Regions from separate parts of the Rattus norvegicus genome. Here region 2 is linked to region 1. The links are chromatin contacts, called in public Hi-C maps. All regions are on one chromosome and are shown on one strand. The core of a region is the stretch at or near the end of the contact, and the rest is flanking DNA. Distances in the headings are between cores, read along the strand shown.

What was found. Hi-C and Micro-C count contacts between places; a contact is called where the count stands out from the background.
Region 2: a Hi-C map of the A7r5 cell line shows a contact between it and region 1, with 5 times the contacts expected there. The contact joins the promoter of Myh4 here to the enhancer-like site in region 1. A contact is called at or near these places in 9 of 12 Hi-C or Micro-C datasets (the A7r5 cell line, the Rat2 cell line, Schwann cells and 4 more).

Annotation. Positions count from the first base shown.
Region 1 is chr10:52,310,390-52,316,399 of GRCr8, reverse strand. It overlaps LOC103693350 (a long non-coding RNA gene), which reads left to right. Exons shown (of 10, transcript XR_005490317.2): 7 at 1,861-2,048; 8 at 3,049-3,244; 9 at 5,097-5,241. Among named protein-coding and RNA genes, the nearest start is that of Myh2, 42 kb to the left of the region's middle. Within about 2 kb of position 4,084, at least 2 of the 93 cell types and tissues checked have an H3K27ac peak or open chromatin away from gene starts, as enhancers often do.
Region 2 is chr10:52,420,397-52,426,693 of GRCr8, reverse strand. Myh4 (myosin heavy chain 4) reads right to left here and starts at 4,546. Exons shown (of 40, transcript NM_019325.1): 1 at 4,539-4,546; 2 at 4,289-4,336; 3 at 1,560-1,802; 4 at 1,321-1,464; 5 at 848-1,004; 6 at 217-244; 7 at 9-123. The coding sequence starts at 1,763. It overlaps LOC102555216 (a long non-coding RNA gene), which reads left to right and starts at 4,752. Exons shown (of 3, transcript XR_357692.5): 1 at 4,752-4,903; 2 at 5,223-5,340.

The DNA of each region.
Region 1 (6,010 bases), core at 2,835-5,334:
CTTCATCATGAGACTTTAGTTTATGTGTTTGTCTGTGTACATGTGTGTGTGTGTGTGTGTGTGTGTGTGTGTGTTTAAGTATTTCTTAGTCAATGAAAAATCATTTTTAAGAGTGAGTGAAATATCTGTGGACCTTACATATCAAGGCAGTGAGTGGTTCTTAATTTGGAGATGTGGAGGGGGGCACAAACATCTGAGATTCTAATGAAAGACTTCCCCTAAAAATTCTATAAAAACCTAAGATGCTTTTGTTCAATTTCTGCGAATTTCCAGAGTCCCTGAAACCCAGTCCTACCCCCAACCCCTGACTTCCTGACCCCAGGCTAAGTGCGTCTGCGCACATGGTCCAGAGGCTCGCACACCACTCTGCTCTCGCACCCGGGTTCTTCCGGAGGAGTCAGGAGGGGAGTCAGAATGCCTGACAGCTATTTTTACGAGCGCGTCAGCAGTTCATCACCCCAGATTGAATTTCCCCAGAAGGTAGATTTTCGCTGACATCTTAATACTTGGAAAGGAGCGGCTGATCCTTGAGTAGTGAAGGGATGGCAGCAAGTGGCCAGAGGAGCCACAAACAGAAGCTGATCTGTGTCGGGGAAGCGTCCAGGTTTCTCATCTGCCTTTAGACACCCTCGGCTTCTTTTTAAAGTTCTGCAGTGTCACTCCCCCTCACACAAGGCCGCTATGCTTCCCACCTCGCCATTAACACAGATGGATTTTTTTTTTTTTGTGACTTTGCTTATACATTTTTAAAGAAGCAAGAGACATAAAAGAGCCTATTTCCACTCCTAAAATGCCAATCAATATTCTTTGTACTTTTCCAAAATGCACATAGGATGAAGGTTTGTATCTGCCCCCTTTGGGTCTGCTTTAAAGTGTTTTAATGGCCAAGCCTGCCTTTCTGAGAGCGGATCTCCTCAGTAACACACTTTTTATTAAGTCTCAGCACTACCAGCAGATATACAGTCTGTACCAAATCTGATTAAATGTGCTGTGCCTGCCTGGGCTGTGAGTGTCTTGCACGCAGGGTCCCCAGAGAAGAGCTGTTCTCCTCAGTGCCCGCCCAGTCCCCCATCTGCATAATTAAAATGTCTTTTAAAAATTAACTTGGAAAAGAGAGGTCTGGGTATTAATATAACATTATCTAAGAATTTTAGAGGCTTGTTGCTTTTAGAACATAATGATTTTCTATTTTTGATGTACTGGGGTTCAAACCTTGGATCCTGTGCATGCTAGGCAAGCCCTCGGTCACTGAGCTTAAGTCCCCAGCCCGAAACATGATTGTGTTTGATGGAGATGCAGCTGGCTGAGTTTTTAGTCTTTTGTGTCTTTGAGAATACTTTCTGCAGCTGGCATTGAGAACCTACCCTGGAGTTATCCAGCCGGCCTTTGCAGGTTCTTCCCTCGTGGCCTTCCCTCATAAACTCTTGCTCCCTGTCATACAGGAGTCCATTTCCTTGTACAAGCCCTTTCCTGCATCTCCATCCTCATTGGTGCCCTCTGGCCTAATGCCACATGGTCATTTATTTTGGGTCACTGTGCTCCAGAAACAAATACAGATTTTTCATAATCAGTTACTGTTCATGCCTGTCGCTGGCTCTCGCTTTCTTTGAGCTGCTTATGTAACGTGGGGAAACAAACCCGGGGCCTCACTCCTGATCATACTCCAACCTCCTCTAGTTCCCTTTCAATGTCTGCAGAATCTTGTCTCTCCCACTCGTGGGAAAGCTGAGCTATAACCTTCCCTCCACAACTCTGTGTGAATATTGACTATATCCAGATATTCCAAACTCTGACGATTAAAAGCAAAACTGTTTCCTGTGAGTTTATAATCGTGTGAGATTATACCTATTGTACATGCAGATTGTGAGTAAGCGTACAAACGAAGACAGTAACTCCAGAAGTGCGGAGAACGAAGTCAAGGGATGTGCTGAATGTGGGAAGGTGACACTGGTGAGGAAGGAATCAGGTTGCCATCTATGGAGTAGAGCATGGCAGTCGTGAAGACATCAGGGGAGAGACCGCTCCAGCAGCAAATGCAAGGATGCTAGGTAGGCACTCAGCATGTGTGTGGCCATGAGTTTCCCAGGGAGCAAAAGGTTTTCTAAAAGATGTCCCTCTGTCCTGCAGCACCAAGTGCCTAACAAGGGCATCAGCTGCTTAGTCCTAAGACTCTCTCCCATGAGGAGTCTGTCCACCTTCCTGGGACTGGCACAGTGTAGGGCACCTATTAGGAACTAAGACTGAGGAAGGAAGGAATGGGTTCTTGCGAGTAGCTCCCAGCCCATTCATGAACCTAAACTCATGACTAAGCTTGATTTCTGTGTGGCAGTGTTTACTGGCACAACCTTGTTATTTTAATCAACCTGAAGCATTGGGCTCGTCCATGGCTTGGGATAGCCGGTGTAGAACTGGTTTTCGATTAATTGGAAAGGCCCTTTTAGCCCCATGGGACACATCCAGAAGGGCTATTATTTGCATCAACGTAGTGACCCCTCCCCCTTCCAGTTGCATGTCTGAATGAAAGTCTTTCCTTGGTGATCGTCACCAAGCTCAGTGTTGCGACAAACATTCCTTGGACCATTTTTTGTTAAAAAAAAAAATGGAATTTACAACATGGAGTTTACACTTAAGGCTAAGGGCTTGCCAATGGGCTGACCCCTGGGTCTGACCTCACTTTGGCTTTTAATTTTGTCTTGGGTAACGTGCCTTCTGTTCGATGACCATGAGCCGCAGAGTCTGCGAGTAGACTCTAAATTTATGTTATCCACTAAGCTCGATCTGTGCTGTAGGTACTTTGAGCATCCAACACGCACTAAGAATCATGATGTCAGTACCTACGGCGAAGCAGGGAGGACCCGGCAAAAGCAAACAGCTACGCTTCCACAGAACCTATGGAAGGCCGGTTAAGAATGCCAATATGGACGTGGGGAGGCTTGAGGCTCTCGGAGTGTGGCATGATCATAGCGATGGGAGAAAGGTCACTCCAGGTTGAAAAAGTCTTCCACTGGGTGTGGATGATAACAATTTTTTTTGTTCATGCTTTTAAAGATTTACTGTTTATTTATGTGTGTGGGCACACGTATTTACATGGCGAGGATCCACACAAGCAAGAGGAAGGCATAGGATCCCCTGAAACTAGAGTCGCTGTTGGTTGTGAGCCACCTGACACGGATACTGGGAGATGAATTCTCACCCTCGGCAACTGCAGCAAGGGCCTTAGTCACTCAGCCATTATTTCTAAAAGGTAGGTTTTCCTGAGAGAATGAAGTAGCAGTCATTCCAGCAGGTAGCACACAAAAGCATGCTTACCACATGGTCTAAGAAAGCTTGGTGAGTCTTGGAGAAGAGTCAGCTGCCCAGAGTGACCACTGGGTGGGATGAGGAATAGGAAAGGAGGCCAGAATGCGCTAGAGCACTCTAGGTTCTCAACCTGTGGGTCAAGACCCCCACAGGCATCTCATATCAGATACACTGCTCTAGAGCGACAGGAAAAGATGGAGGATAAAGGGTCTTTAACATCCCAACTTGGGATGCTACGGAGCGGACGTGGCTCATCAGAAAACCTCAGTGCTTTCCTACTCATCTTGCCATCACCATTGGTGGTAGCCTGAGCTCTGAAGAATAGGGTGGAGGAGGCAGACATGGGCTTTGGTGCATACCCAAATAGAGAGCTTTTCTGAGCCCCTAAACCTCATTTATTTGTGGCTCTAGCAAATCATTTCCTTCCTCGAAAGGCTCTTTATTCATAGAACAGAGGTAAGACTAGCACCTATCTCGAGAGCCTGAAAAGGGAATGGAAGGACGTGTGAGGGACTCAGTACTGTGCACAGCACATAGGGAAGTGCTCAGAAGATGCAGAGTGGGTTCGTAATAACAAGCAATGAGTATAGCATGACGGAATTGAGTTCGGTTTCCTTGACGAGGGTCGACAGAGAAACCCAGTGTCGGGCAGATCAACTGAGGTCGCTTGACCTGATAGAGTTTCTGAGGACATTCCCAGCAGGCGCTGTAGCTCTGGCCCCAGCTCTCAGCCAGATTCAGAGTCAAGAGGCCATGCCTGGCAGGCTCATCCTGTCCTCGGATTTCTTACCCCAGAGGGATCAAGGAAAGGGAGCCCAGGCCTTGGATTATAAAGACATTCTTGCTTCTCCCTGTGTAAGACGATAATGCCAAAGGACCCTGGCGCCAGGCACAGGAATGCAGCCTGTCCAAGGTTCCTTGTCCCCACACAAGATCACTAAGTGCTTGCTGGTATTAGACCCTGGAGACTATCTTAAAAGTCCTTGTTTCTCCTGCTTGTTTTTGTTTGACAGCAGTGTTGTACAAGCTCATAAAGTATATAATTCTGCCTCTGGGAGTGCTTGACACAATTTTTTAAAAAAAAAGAAGCTTAAATGCACATTTTCAGAGTACTTTTGGGCTCACCTCAAAACCGACATCCCATCCCATACCCATTCTTACTCCTGTGTATTTGTCCCCAACATCAGTGTCAGGAGGTAATATTTGTCACAGCCAGCCTGCGCCCTAAGCCCTTGCTTTATACCAGGGCTCATCGTCAGTTGTGTATAGGCCCTGAGAGCTGCTGGCTTGTTCTACAAGTCATTGTCCCCCAGGGAGCACAGGCAAAGCCTGGGCAAAGATTATGGCGCTAAAGGTTTCAAATAACCTTATTTTATAAAGGAGTGTCTAAGGTTGGTTAGAAGAACAAAAGAAAAAGAGGAATAGAGAGAGGGAGGGAAAAGTAGCGAGAGGACCAATTATTTGCTCAGACAAATCCCACTCCCATCTCTAAAGCCCTGTGGAGATTAATGGCAATTCTTAACTAAAAATGTCCCATCTCTCTAGATTGTCACCTCCCATCCTGCCTCTGGCTCTGGGCTCTGCTCATCCCAGAGAGATAACACTATCTTTCTCTGGTGGCTTTTCCCCTGTATGGCTTCCAGGACCACCCAGTGAGCCACCCACCCACCCACCACCCATAGATTTAGGGAAAAGTTTGATTTTGAAATGGAGATCTCAGCAAAGGGCTGGGATTGCTCCGCTGAGCCTTTCTCTGGCGTTTATGGTGATTTATTTTATTTCGATTTCTCTTACAGAGTTCTCATAAGGAAATCTAAGTCAACCCCCAGCTTTGACAGGTGAAGTCCTCTGGGAGGCTAGCTGTTCCAGGAGCCAGGACAACACTGGAATGTCCTTCCAAACCAAGACCCAAACAGCTGAGGAGCTCCAGTTACCCAAGATGTGAGTGACAAAGACACTTCTGCCAGTTGGAGGCAGAGACAGGGGGCGGGAGGGTGGGAGGGGGTAAGAAAGGTAGTGCAGGGAAGGACAAGGAAGAAGGGCAAGGCAAGGGGTCGGGGTGGGGTGATGGGGGGTGATGAGCTGTAACTATCCAGAAGGCAGTGGACCTTCCTAGTCTCTAACTATATCCCTTCTGTGCCTTGGGAAACACGGAGTGGTTCCCATGTTGAATCTCAGGGCATCCTTGGTGAATTATTGATTCCCCCAGGATCATCAAGACACGCTTATAGAAAGTGACCGAAGTGAAGATACATGCACATACACTAGCAAGGCGAGTCTAGCCTAAATCTCTGATTCAGGATTTGAGAGATACAAGGTCTGTTCAAGCCGAATTAGAAACGCATGCCCACTAGGCTGTTCTTATTTTATCTTGTTTATGTTTCCTTGTACATGTTTTTCAAAACTAACTGGGGTACTGGGGGGAAAGGGTCATTCTTGAACATGAAATTTTAATTGGTTCTAAAATTTCCAAGAATAAGTTTTAAAATTTTTGCTGAGAAAGAGACAGAAGAATAAAGTCAAGGAGCTCACCTTGGCTAACTTGTGGGGTTGGAAGAAGGATTGAAGTGAGAGATAGGAGATCATCAGCCTCTTTAATACTGCTCAGTTGTCCAATGAATGTAGGTTGTGTGTGTCATTACATTCTCAAGTAAATTCAAGAAATAAAAAAATTTTTAAAGCATCATGTTTTGGAAAAACAAGGCTATTT
Region 2 (6,297 bases), core at 3,297-5,796, 110 kb before region 1:
ATGCTCACCTGCATTTTGCCAGAAGGTGCTTCCTCCTTCTTCTTGTCCCCGGTGACTGCAATTGTTGCAAAGTACTGGATGACACGCTTCGTGTTCACAGTCTTCCCGGCCCCGGATTCTCCACTGAGAGGACAGAATGAAAGTCAGAATGTAAGGCAGGAGGTACTGCCCTAACGATCAAAACTCAGCAGACAGAAAGGCATGGCATCTACGTACGTAATCAGGATGGACTGGTTCTCACGATCTGTGAAGAGGAAAAAAAAAACATAGACCAAGTAAACAAAAGCACAGACACTAATAAAGTTGTGCTCTTCTTTCCACGAGTCTTAAGAACTCAGTGTGAAAGATGTGCTAATTATCACACTGTTCTCATTATTAATGTGTAGGATTATGGGAAGCACCAGTTCGCTCCTTTACAATAAGAATCAGCCAAGTAACAAGTGACCTTACAGTCTCAGGTATCCTCCCTTCACCTGGATCATAGTTCAAAATCCTGTCATGTTTTGAATGTCCAGGCTGCATTCCCTATAGTGCTGGTGAAATTCCAAAGCTTACTTTTTTAAATGAGAGAGTGCAGTAGATGTAATTAAGATGTAGAGTTGATGCCTAACTTTGATCAAATTGAAATGAAATGAGCATCCACCAATTTGGATTTTTAGCATAGAAGTCTAAGCAAATTTCCCTGTGCTCTTGTAATAGCTGCATCATATTCTTAATCAGTTTTTCCACTCTTATTGCTCTCATCACACGTGCAAAGCATTTCATTCTCAAGGGGCTGACCATATGTTCTCTCTGCTATGAGTCTACGAGTGTTTTCTAGTGCGTGTAGAGATGGTGATATACTAACCCGTCAGCATGAACTGGTAGGCATTATCAGAGATGGAGAAGATGTGGGGCGGGGCCTCCTGTCGCTTTTTGCCTCGGTAAGCTGCCACCACCTCGGGGTTGTACACCGGCAACCACTTGTAGGGGTTGACAGTGACACAGAAGAGCCCCGAATAAGTCTGTGCACAGAGAAAAGGATACTTAGTCAGCAAACACCTCATTACTCTGACTTAGAAATACTATAGTGTGGGCAAGGGGAGAGGCTCTAAGGAAGTGTGGGGTCCTTGTGAGCCTTCGTGGTTGCATCCATTGGCAACTTCCTTCCCCATTGTCCGCTGCAGCACTAGTGTTCCAGTTAGCCAACTAACGTGGTTAAGCAGAGAGCTATCCGCACATTCATGTTTAAAGATGCTATAATTTACAACACTGACATAATAGGACATTTCAACAACAGAAAGTGCACGGACTTGATGAAATACGACAGAGGACACTCACGTAGATCATCCAGGCTGCATAACGCTCTTTGAGGTTGTACAGCACAGCGGGCTCGTGGAGGTGGGTCATCATGGCCATGTCCTCGATCTTGTCGTACTTGGGAGGGTTCATGGAGAAGACTTGATCTTCTTTAACTGTGACAGTCTGTTAAGAATGGAAGGATCCAGTTAGTGCTGACTAATTAGCAGAAGAAGAGTATTCATGTTTCCCTACCTCTCCCACTTCTTGCTTTTACTCACAGCTCCACCTTCGGTCTTGGCCGTCACCTTCCCCCCTTCCCTGCTCTGCACGGTTGCTTTCACATAGGACTCCTTAGCATCCACCACAAACACTGATGACTTGGCATCAAAAGGCTTGTTCTGAGCCTCGATTCGCTCCTTTTCAGACTTCCGGAGGTAAGGAGCAGCCTCCCCAAAAACGGCCATCTCGGCGTCGGAACTCATGGCTGCGAGCTATTGGGGGCAGCTTAGGGCCAGGTGCACCTAGAGGAAGAAATGTACATGAATGATAACCCTGGCCTGTGGGTTTCCATGTTAACAGGCTTAGTTTGCTCACTCTCTTATGCCTTTTCGGGTTCTCCCGTGGAATGTGCCAGGAGCTAAGAGAAGACAAGCGTACCTAATAGCCCTGTGTTGAGAGTTTAACTTTTTGTGACCTTTTAAGCCTTGGTTCTTCCTTCTGTTTTATAAACTAGAGTTGAGAGCTGTGGGGGAGGGGATGAGAACCATCCAGCCACATTTGTCAGGCTATAATGTGCTCAGCACCTTTTGTTGTTTCTGTGTGTTCTTTTTTTTAACCCCCTTTCCTTTCCCTACCCATCTGTTTCCATTGCTTGCTTGTTTGTTCGTTTGTCAATGTGGTGATACAAAGAAATAGAAAATAATTTTTCTAATTGTTTCATCTTAACGAACCTATTTTTAGAAACCTAAACACTGCTCAGTATGATGGTATACACTTTTAATTCTAGCCCTTGGGAGACAGAGGCAGGCAGATCTCTGTGAGTTTGAGGCCAGCCTGGTCTTCATAATTCCAGGACAGCCAAGGCTACATAATAGAGAGATTCTGTCTCCAAAAATATTTAGCCATTTTTCCTTGCCACAAACTATTAAAGCTGAATGCCAAAAACCACTAAGTTTGGATGTAAGAAAAAAACCATCTCAATTCAGGTTAATATTTTATGCACACAGACTTGTAGTTAACTGACAAGAATTAAAGGAAAAAATACCCATGATGGATATTAATAAAATATTAGTATGGGGAGAACTATGAAATAATCACAAATGATCTTATCCCAGGTCAAAACCAAGTCCCTGCTGTCAGTTTTTAAACTGTGCACAAATTGTCACTCTTATCTGGGCAAAAATAACTCCAAAGGATTGCTTGAGAAAAACAAGCATCTGCATTTTAATGAGACTGCCCAGTAGTTCCCTATCAAAGTCTGTCTCTCCCAGTTTTTAACTGGCTTTGGCCTCCCCCTTGTTTCTGCCTGGTCCTTACTGCATCAGGCTTATGACCTCCCACTCTCCTACCCTCTCTATTTGAAAACATCACATTTCTAATTTCTCTCCTGAAATGAATAGCCACTATGAAATCTCAAGCCAAAACCAATTCGCAACTTTTTTTTTTCCAACTGACAAATCCTGGTCAGATAAAACAACTCCCTCTCTGGCCAGAGTAAAAGCTGGTGACCTCTGGAGTGGAGGAGGGGACAGGACAGAGGACAGCATGTTGGTATAGTGACTGTCAGTGATGACAAAGGCTCCAATCTTTCCTAGACTTTCCATAAAACATCTCAGACTTCTCTTAGAAACAGTGACCCTCTTCCCAACATAGATACAAAATTTCCCACACACTGTAGCTTAGAATCAACAAAAGGCTTATGGGGAGACATGGAAATTGAGACCTATTTTCAAGGGACAGGTATTGAAATGTTGGGTGTTAGCATTTTTCCCTTCAAATGCTATTCTGTGACTTTGTTTGGGGGCGGGGCTAATGAAGCACATTTGAATCAATTACTCTGCCCTAGTGATTGATGTTGTGCAGTGGATCCTGCACCAAAAGGACACCATCCCTCTGCTCTTGTCTCGCAGTCCTTTGTCACCTTTGAGTCACAAGCCTTCACTTTGTTGTGTGGTGTTGGGCTCTGTCCACGAAGTGGTAATCACCTCCAGTGTCAACAAGTTAACATTTATTCCCTTGTAAGCTATAGATTTTCTATTTTTTCTAAATTTGTTTTACTTAATATATTAACCACAAACCTATATGTTCTATATATACATATATATGTTCTTCACATACATCTCCTCATGCAGAAAATGGGAGACCCACTGAGCGTTTTGATTGGTGGAAGAGTCCTTGGGAACCACTGACTTAGATATTAGACAAGAGCCAGAGAGACACTAGCAGCCAACTTAAACTTGCCCTTCTGATTTTACTGATGAGAAAACTAAGGTTCAGCCAGGTAAAGGGTCACCCAGGGTCACCAAGAGGTGGTAAGAGGCAGTGGTGAGCTATGAGCCTGGCAGTCTAGGTCCAGGCCTAGTGTTAATGCTCTTGAATCACACATGTTTGAAGACACGTAAAAGCTAGCTGGCATGGCCCAGGGAGTTGAATCAGTGAAAAGCCTAGATTGGCATCCAGAAATTTTGAGTTCTGGTACAATGTTTGGGTTTTTTTTTTTTTTACATTTTTCTATATAGCTTCTTTCATTGAACTGCATAGCAGTTCATATTAAATATACACGAGGGTTGCCTTCTTCATCGAGTTCCAACAAAATGCAAAAGAGAAATGGCATAAAACTTTGTTCAATTAAATGGCTTTAAAAGGCAAAGTTTCATGAGAAGCTATTTTAAAAGACCAGTCGCTCCTATGCCCAATAGAAAGGCAGAAAACAAAATAGCCACTCATTAAAATGTTACGATAGAGAAAGCCCTTTGTTCTTCGGAAGGTAATAATAAATTTCTCTTACCTCTTGTGTTACCAGATGAAGAAGGAGGCAGGCTGAGTCAGACAAGTACTGTTGAAAGAAAAAAAGAGAGATACTGGGTATTTTTCTTCCTATTCAATCACAAAATCTTAGAACTATATTGTATGCAACGCCTTTCTCAGGGATGTTGACTGTACTTAATGCTTGGGAAGGAATAGCCATCTCCCTCACAGGGAAACTCCCTCACATCAGGAGTGCACAACTAGCCAAGTGTTCTGCCACACATACTTACCTTTACGGATTTGAGGAAGGACAGGACAGAGGCACCAAAGCTTCACTTTTATAGAGGCCGTTCTGCAAACACAGCAGCCACCTCAGCTGTCCTAGCTGGGGACCTACTTGGCAAAACCATTTTTGGCAATCTCTTTGCACAATATTCACTGACTGTGGCTGTGAATGGATATAATTAGAAATATTTCTTGTCATCTATAAATAATTTGACAGGGGATGATCTAGGGTTCTTTATAGGCATCTGATAGGGAATGAGGATCCAGGGTTTCGGAGGGTGTTTCTCCGGCTTGGGTGTTGTATCATTCATCACGGAATTCAAAGCCAGGTCCCTACTTACTCCCGTGCCTATAAGGCTGTCTCGACAGGGTGAGCCTGGTGTGAGGAGAGTAGTACTAATTAATCTGCTAGTGCTTAGAGCCATTACAGAGTCTGGAATGAACTTTAGATATGACACTGAGTGATGGATATTAAGATAAAGTTCTGAGGCAAGGGCTGGGGTTTCAGAAAGACCGGTAATAGATTTCTTCTGAAGTCTGAACGTGTAGCCATGAGAGAGAAAGTAAACTCCCAGATTAGGTCATGGCGGTGGTACAGTCAGAACGAGGGAGTCAGAACGAGATGAACTTGGCTGGTCCCTTTCTGGAGGGTTTGTCATAGATGTGTCCTACTCACTCTTCCACTGCAGGGGCAACAGGGTGCTGTGTGATAGTCCACATGTGTTTCTACTGCATCACGGAAGGAGATACAGACGTGACCTCCTAGGACATGGGCAAATGCTCAGGGCCAGCGGTAGCTCCAGTGAGGTGGGTACTACCTACTTTTACTTGAGGTGGGAGGAAAGGCACGCTGTCCACAAAGCTCTCCTTGTGGACAGAGAAGGTGGGTGGATCGGCCCCCACAGTGCCTTTGGAAGGCAGAAATTGGATTTGACTAACTTGATCCAGGCACAGCTGTTGCTGAATGGGACAGGAAATCTACTCTAACTGCCCCTGTGATCTGGCATGGTATTATTCAACCATGGCCTCCTGATTTAAATTTCTAAATTCAGTAGAAGGTTGCCTTATAATTCTATTTGGTGAACTTGTCTTTCACCAGCTGGCAGGTTAAACCTTTGATACGTTTGCATTGTCTTTGAGTCTAAGGCTATGAAATAGTTTACCCTTCACAGCAGCAACCCACATGGGTGAGTGGATTACCCGGAGTGTTAGGCTCAAAGCCAGAAAAATAAAAAGTATTCGGACCCTCTAAGATTTTTTTCACTACTTATTTTTTTCACCTCTTTTGGGAGCTATTGTCACTATTATAGACATAATAATTACTTATTCAATACAGTTGGGTCTGAAAAATGAAAAGAAGAAAATTTGAATGGGGCTGGGACAGAGAGCACGTTTGTACACTAGTAGCTAAAAGTCCACTGTGGACCTTGTCATCAGACCTTCAGTCATTTACAATCCTGAGAGCCCCAGAAACACAATGACTCAATAGTCATTGTGCTAGCAGGGACCACAATAGTAGACACCAGAGAACACCAGGGATCATGGGCAGGAAGAGAAGAGAAGCGACCTTGACAGAGGGTGAGCACGATTTCTCTGGGCTTGCTTGTCCAAGGGGTGTCTAAATAGAGAACACAGGAAAGGAATCTAAGCTCTTCTGTACTTGCGTGGTTCTTTATGACTACACACATGTGGGAAGGCCCATCTTACTCCAAAGCAGAGAAAGTTTTGGATGTGCTATTCAGCAGCCCAATAAACACTTCTTGC